Linked DNA regions of Danio rerio: region 1 is linked to region 2. A link is a contact called in public Micro-C data. All regions are on one chromosome and are shown on one strand. The core of a region is the stretch at or near the end of the contact, and the rest is flanking DNA. Distances in the headings are between cores, read along the strand shown.

Evidence for each region. A called contact is a pair of places that touch in the nucleus more often than the background predicts.
Region 1: a Micro-C map of caudal fin shows a contact between it and region 2, with 4 times the contacts expected there. The contact joins the promoter of map3k5 here to the promoter of cdk19 in region 2. A contact is called at or near these places in 2 of 18 Hi-C or Micro-C datasets (caudal fin and an unstated tissue) and 2 of 4 datasets of contacts at active chromatin or transcription factors (embryo and gastrula embryo).

What each region holds. Positions count from the first base shown.
Region 1 is chr20:3,178,172-3,182,073 of GRCz12tu, reverse strand. It overlaps map3k5 (mitogen-activated protein kinase kinase kinase 5), which reads left to right and starts at 2,160. Exons shown (of 30, transcript NM_001161750.1): 1 at 2,160-2,568. The coding sequence starts at 2,160. trnas-uga (transfer RNA serine (anticodon UGA)) reads right to left here and starts at 77; the gene lies at 1-77.
Region 2 is chr20:3,040,220-3,044,324 of GRCz12tu, reverse strand. cdk19 (cyclin dependent kinase 19) reads left to right here and starts at 1,835. Exons shown (of 13, transcript XM_001923318.9): 1 at 1,835-2,090. The coding sequence starts at 1,963. It overlaps amd1 (adenosylmethionine decarboxylase 1), which reads right to left and starts at 986. Exons shown (of 9, transcript NM_001161601.1): 1 at 640-986. The coding sequence starts at 749.

The DNA.
Region 1 (3,902 bases), core at 911-3,410, 140 kb before region 2:
TCGGCAGGGTTTGAACCTGCGCGGGGAGACCCCAATGGATTTCAAGTCCATCGCCTTAACCTCTCGGCCACGACTACACACTTTTTTGTTTGTTTGTTTGTTTTATTTTTACTGTAACTGTATTCTGTAACTTCTTTTGTTGATGGCATATGTAGACCAAGTTATGTGCAACTTTGTGTTGGTGTGGATGAACACCGAGTACACTGTTTTTGTGAGAAAAATACAGTAAAATATATTTGGTATTTGTGTGTTTTGTATAAAAACAAAATTCTAAAATATTTTACAATGAATGCACTTCTATAGGCCAATGCATGTCTGTAGTAAGTGTAACACTGTCATTATGATGAACGAAGAAGAAGTGGTCATAGTGTTTTACATTAAGCACATCAGTGTTCAATCATTCATAAGTGATCTTATAAATGTCTATTGATGAGATGGTTTGTGTGTGTCATATGAAAACAAAATACCATTTTGAGAAGAAATCACATTGTTTTGAACGTAGAGTTTCATTTTGCAGAAGAATTGAAGAGTTTTGCCCAATGTGTGTGTGTTTTGTGATTTGTGTGTAGAGTTCTGACAATATGAGACATGCTTTCAGAAAATGTGTGTAAGCAATCAGAAAAACTGTAAAAAAAACAACAACAACAACATGGGTGGGCAGTAAGCCAGTTATAAACCAGATGAGCTCTGAGTTTTGAGTTTTTTTTTTGAGTTTGTATGCAAAGTAGGGCAAGTGACTTTACACTTTTGACAGACAGTGTGTTCCTAGTGAAAACAAGAGATTTTCTGCATGATAATTGTACAAAATGTAGAGAATTGTGTGTAGTGTTTTGAAAAAAAGTGTGTTTTAAACCTGCAATTTGAGTGTAAGCAGGAATTGTGCTTATAGTTTAGCAGAATTGGTTTAGGGGGTTGGTGCATCAGTTATTACATGTTGTAGTCATTGTGTCTGAAGTAGGCCTACAAGTAATTGTGTGTAAACAATTGGAAAAAAACTGTAAATGTATATTGAAAAAACTGTTATATCTATTGTAAAAAACTGTAATGAACTCAAGGTTTATAGAGTAGTTTACTGCAAAACACACTGTGTATAGTAAAGTAATAACTGTATTGCATAACTTTACCTGGACGTATTGGTGACGGAGTTCTTTGATGCGCTCGCTGTTCCTTTCAAAAACCCCGCGAGTCCTCTTTTAGAACACACAGTATGATGATTTGAATGAAAAAACCTCAACACATGAGTGTGGTTTCTAGATGGGAATCAGCTGTAATATGTATATATGCATATGTATGTATGCATGTATATAAATATGGAATAAAATACAGGGAGTATATTTGTTTCACAATATGATCAGCTGTTCATTTTGACTTAAGCCTATATAAGTTCTGTGTTATACATTAAAAATTAAATAAAATAAATGAATGAAATGAAAATAAAGTAAGCCAAACTAGTAAACGTCAAGTTACGTGTTTAATATTCATAAGCTTTTCCTTTAATCGGATTGGTCGGCTGGCTTCCTCCAAGTCGCAAGTCAAGCGTGTTGCTCCGCCCCCGAGCGTGAGTTCTGAAGATAATAATAGAAACAGGGCAGGGTCCAAATGAACGCACTTCAGCCGCGAGCGAGCGAGCGATTTCACAACAAACACAAGTGACATAAACAGGAACGACAAGACCGAGAAAACCCAATGTTAATGTCTAGCGGGGAAACGGCTCGGTGTGATGCAGGCGGCGATCAACAGGACCGACCGCGTTAACGTACTTAGCAAGCTAGCAGTTGCTGGCGCTCCGGAATACGGGTCAAGTTTATCAAATAAGTTTCGCGAAGGCTTCAGTTTGAGGACGTCAGTGTGTTTGCAGGAGTGAGAGATATCAGTCATTTGCGTCGTGACCAGCATGTCCGTCAACAGTCCTTGATCGCTGCTGTTGTTTCGAGTTTTTATTTCAGTTCAGGACTCTTTATGCTGCTGAGCGGATTTCTTTGAGTTTGATCTAGAACTATTGATCGATAATCTTAAATTGTTAGATCTGATGACGTAATGTCATTGTCATTACTATTTTGATGCCTGTCGTGGTGCGGGCACGAGTGCCAGCTATGGAGTGTGGCGGTTAATTAACGTTAGCAGCTACTGCTGAGTGTCGCTTCACCAACTGATGAAAGATGAATTCAGATCTGGAGGCCATTTCTCTGTCTGTGCCCTCTCTCAGCCAGCCCCTGGAGATGATGATGGTGATGATGGGAGGCAGTGATGGAGAATCCAGTGCTGGGAATAATTCTAGTGCTGGGGCTTTCTGGCAGGACCCCTCCAACTGTAAGAGTGCCAACCCCGGGCTGATCAGCTTGCCCTCGGACGGGGTCGCACTGCTGACCCCGGGGAAATGCAAGAGCCGAGCCGTGACAGTGGCTTATGTGAGGAACTCCGAGACCAGCCAGCCTTCAAGCCCGGAGAACATGGCACTACAGTGTCTGAAGGATGCCTGCGACATTGTGGGCTGTAAACTAGATGTGGTGCCCTTTGGGAAGCTGGACTTTGGCGAAACATCAGTTCTTGATCACTTTTATAACGCAGGTAGGTCTAATGACTGAATAGGGGTCCCACTTTATATTAAGTGGCCTTAACTACTATGTAGTTACATACAAACAAATCAATAAATACGATGTACTCACTGTCTTCATAGTGTATAGAGAAACACTAAGGGTTTCTCTATACACTATAAGGGTTACTTAGGGTTAGAGACAGGTTTGGTAGGTTTAAGGTGTAGGGGATGATCAACAGTGTAACTAAAGAAATTAGCAGATGTAATTACATGCAGGCACAAGTACAACGTTTACACATGTATTTACACAATAAGTACATTGTAACAAATGGTTAATTACAGTGTAAGTATATAATCTAGCTAAAACTACTCAATATAAAGTGGGACCTAAATATTTGACTGGTCATGCATGTCGTAAAGTCCAATAAGTTTCTTTAAAAAAAAGAAAAGATTTAAACATCTTCTGTAGGCTTTCCAATGGTGCACAGGATGGTTAAGATCGGACAGTATTTGGCCAAGATACAAGTATTTAAAAATCTGCAATTTGAGGGTTTAATAGATGTAAATATTGAGAACATCACCTTTAAAGCAGTCTAAGAGAAGTGCTTAGCAATTCATGTTTCTACTGGAAAGTTGAGTTTTGGTGTATTTATATTTCATGGAACATGATCTTTACATCATATTCTAGTTTTAGTTGCATAAAAGAAACTGCAATAATAATGCAACACAACACTGTTTCTGTGCTCCAGGGTCACTTACATTGTGTGTTATATGCTTGGGATACGTAGCTTTCTACATGAAAAAAAATATATAATAATTTATAGCAAATACTAGTGTATGTTGTATTATTTTGTATATATTTTAGTGCTGCATGCAACTCTTTTTAATAAATACTACAACATACTTTAGGTTTAAATATAGTGCACTGATAAAATATAGTACATACTTTATTATACTTTAGTTTTTTACTACAGTAAATTGTGGTGTATTGTAGTACATAGGAGGAAGGACTAAAGTAAAAAAAAAAAGTGATTCATACAGAAATATTTTTGCTGTACTAAATGTCAATATCAGGTGGTATTTTGGCTTTCCTTTTGTTTATATTAAAGCTACCTGACTATGACCTTGTCAATATGTTGAATGCAAACATACTGTGTACTGTATCTGGGCGAAAAATATTAAATTGCAATTTTAAATTTATTTCACACTAATATTTACCGTAAATGACTAGTATTTCATGTGGGTTTTGCCGTTTATTGGAAGGTTTCTTTCTTTTGTTCTTCTTTGGATTCTGACACTTTTCCACCTGGAACGTTTTCCAGGAAAGTTCACAGAATCAAGTGGTGTGTGATGGTATCGCTCACCC
Region 2 (4,105 bases), core at 586-3,085:
AGAACATGCGCAGTTACAGGGGACTAATCGAATAAGTAAAGCATTTTAGACAGCAGCACTGATGCAGGGCGAGGAGGTGTGTTTGCTATGGCGCCATATCAGCTAGCGCTAGCCACTGGCTAATCGATCAGCATTCTCTGTACAGCTCATCAATAAATGAAGCAGACAGCAGCAGGGCTGAAACTCGGAGAATCATCGCTCCAGAAACTCGCTGACAGATGCAAACGGCCTCCGGAGTCACATGTTGAACGACACACCGAAAAGACAAAGTGGACGACATCAGCGTGACGATTGTTTATCATAACGAGCTGATGATTTACAACGCGCGTGCACTGCAGTGATTAACAGCACGCAGTGAACGAGCTAATACTGCCAATATGGGCAGCTCGCTGGGGCTGGAGTTGAGCTGCAGTCCTGACAGCTGAAATGAATGAGTCTAAAGGGGGATGGTGTCAAAAACGGCCAGAAGTGCTGATCACGCCACGGGTGTCAGAGCCTGCGCCACATGTCACTCCGCCAGACCTCCTGACATTATCACAGCGTTTCACACACGATTTAAGCCCCAAACGGAGCGTCTGGCTCGGTGAAATCCAGCCCCGCTCCGCCCGAGGCACCCGCGGCTCGGACGGACTCACTCACCTAGGGATTGTGCGCAGATCCCCGGTTCCTTTGGCTTCGTCCTGCCGGGAGAACCACACCTCCAGGAGCTTCTCGGTCCCCTCGAAGAAGTGTGCACTGCTCTCTTCCATCGTGAGACAAACAGACTCCAACAACAGAAAATAAACCGTCGGATGGAATCACAAATTATGTAGTCCTTCGTTGGCGGTTATAACTTAATAGCTTAGTTACAGTCCTTGAGCAGTCCAGATGTAGTTGCCTTATTTTTTTGTTTGTATTTACCGTCTTCCCTTTTACAGAGAATACCGTAGGCGAGTGCTAGCTAATATCGCCGGCCATACTGTGTAAGCGCAGAACGGCAGTCTGCGCGGAGCTTTTATTACCTACCCGACGACGTCATTCTCGTCGTTGCCAATCGCGGCGAGGGAGCCACCCTCAGGTCTACAGCGATTGGTTGAACGGATATCAGTCAAGCGGGATGTTGCGTAAAAGTATGAGTTCACGCTGTAGTAGCGCGTGTGTGAGTGTGTGTCCTTGTATAGATGAGCAAACATTTGCGTTGCTATTGACCTTATTCTAAAATGCGGAAGTGCGCCTGTTTTCGCGATTGTCTTAGAACTTCCGATTCAGTCGCCTATGGGAGAAATGACTAGGAATAATAAACGACAGAAAATGGCCAAACTACTTGCTCAACAAACAAATGTTTGCATGACTACACAGACCAAGTAGCATAATATAATAAGAAAATATTAAATTGCAACATCAAGCAGCGTAACGTGCAGTTGTTAACGTCAAAAAATGAATGGAAGTGAATGTGACCGGAAGTCGCGAGACAAAAAGATTCAAATGGCAGCGCCCGCTCGTCAGCTGAGAATAAGGTGAATAACGCTGAGCCACTGCACAAATAATTGACTCCCATTTATCTAGCACTCTCTTTGAAAAAGAAAAAAACTGTTAGGTTATGTATTCCACACATTTTATTAATTATGTTTAGTTATTATAAGCTTTTTTTCTGCCATTGTGCAAACACTCCAAGCGCTAACGTTCAGAAATGTTAGTTTTGAATCAGAGTGGAAAGACGAAAGGAGGATTTGTTCGCTGTAGTTTTTCAGATGTCCTGCCGCCGTCAACTCGAGCTGGCGCTCCATCAAACGGCACTACGCTCCCCACAATGCAACCCGCCACAATAAAATACGTCACCGAGCACGTGACCGTTAAGCGGAGCCGACCAAAATCCCAAACAAGGAAATGGTGGGGTAATAAAAACGATCGGATCATTTAATTAATGCATGTAATAATTAATATTTTATTTTCTTGTAAATTAAGAAATATTTATGGGTTAAAATGGACTACGACTTCAAAACGAAGCTCGCCGCCGAGAGGGAGAGAGTGGAAGATCTGTTTGAATATGAAGGTTGTAAAGTGGGTCGCGGCACATACGGGCATGTTTATAAAGCGAAGCGTAAAGACGGGTAAGAGACACGCGTTTGATTGACGCGTTTCACTCACTGCACGCGCTTCTGCTGTCTCTGGGTGTGCAGGAGCTTCATATGTGTCGGGGGAATTGCGCTGTTTTCTGTAGCCTGCGTGTGTGTGTGTGTGATTGTTTTTGTTTTCATGGACGCACTTCAAACGGTCCACCCCCAAACCAGCCAGCGTGATGCATGTTTCACTCTTGTGTGCAGGAGTTCACTGCAAATCAGTTCCTCTGTCCAGAAGTTGCATGCGTTTGAAGTCCACTGTGAGTTTGTGTGCTCGGATGAGAAGATGTCATGTTTACATGTGCTGGAATTCAGAGGCTCACCTGTGCACGAGTTGACATACTCATTTACGCAGTATAACAGCTGCCCACTTCTTCATAAGTGCACAAGCTCTTGCGTGCTGGAGTTTATGGAGCATCTGTGATCGAGTTCACGTGCTTGCAGTGTGTGTGTGTGTGTGTGTGCTCTTATTTATACAGGAGTCAATGTGTGCTCAATAAAGGGGTCCTCTTATGACACTTTACACAAGATGTAAAATAAGTCTCTTATGTCTCTAGAGTGTGTGTGTGAAGTTTCAGCTCAAAATACCACACAGATAATGTTTTATATCTCTCTGAAATGGACCCTTTTAGGCTTTGATCCAAATCATGCTGTTTTGGTTACTGTCACTTTAAATTTAAAGCATAGCAGCAGATTCGAAACAGGACTAAAGTTTCTTTGTGAAAAGATGAAAATGTGGTGGCGATGCAGTAAGTAGCACAACCTACTGCGCCACCGCATCTCCAATTTTTTAAATATCTGTGTGATATTATTTTCTGTGGTGGTTCATTCCGCTGCTGCAACCCCTGATAAGTACGAGAGTACAGCCTGGTTTATACTTCTGCGTCAAGTGATCGGCGTGACCCACGGCGCATGCAACGCGCGTAGCCGTGCATTCATACTTCTGCGCGCTATTTCTGATGTTCTGCAATAACACTTCCGAAAAGCTTGTCGGCAATGAGGTGTTAATGTTCCTCTGTGTTGAGTTTATTCGCTGGCGTTTTGTTTTTTCTGAACGCTCAAACTCGCTTATTTTGAGGCAGGAACCGGCGGACATGCAACAACTTTAATCATAACCCACATAGCAAAGTTTCTCTGGCCCAGCTGTGGCCCACACAATCAGGTTTTGCTTGGCCCACATGCCGCAGTGAATTACGGTACATGACTGGACCAAATCTGGCTTCCAGACAAGGGCCAAACACGGACCATATCTGGGCCAAGTCTCAGCCAAGTTAATAACTCATAACTGGGCCTGAACTGGGCCAGATAGGTTGGTGTGTCACGATTGCAATGAAATTGATAAACCCATGGAGTGATGCGCTTTAGGCACACTATGGGCACGCTTTTTCTCAAAGTGACCTGATTGGTAGAATTTATTTTCTTTACTAAAAAATGATTTTAGTGTATTTTAAATGTGGGTCAAAACTGGCCAAACTCACATGGCCCACTTATCAAATTTTTAAATCTGGGCCAAATACTACGTTTTTCATCTGGCCCAAATCTTGTGTGCCGCCTCTGCCAAACCCGGGCCATGTTTGGCCCACATGCTGTATGCCAGTGCCGGATGAATGCCTGCTGTGCCAGCTTTATGCCAAATCTGGGCCAGAATTCTTTGCTACTAGGGAAGGTAAACACAAAGCAAAACCTTTCATCCGGAGCTCCATCACGGGACTCCACACTTGTAAACAATCGCTTCATCGGCCTCGCACAGCTCTCGGTCCCGCCCACACTTGTCAGCGATTCCAAGCTAACCAATCCCAGAGCTTGCGCTACATGTCGTTGCGATGTGTAGTTCCATTTTTTGAGAGGTGCGTGTCAGCGATGGCCACGGCGTTGGGCTATGCGTCAGCGCGTAGGCTGTGCTGTAGCATACGCGTGCGCTTGATGCAGAAGTATAAACAGCCTTAAGCTGGTTTGTGTTCACACTGTTTTTTCCTTCTGAACCCCGGTACGCTTGCGTCATCGAG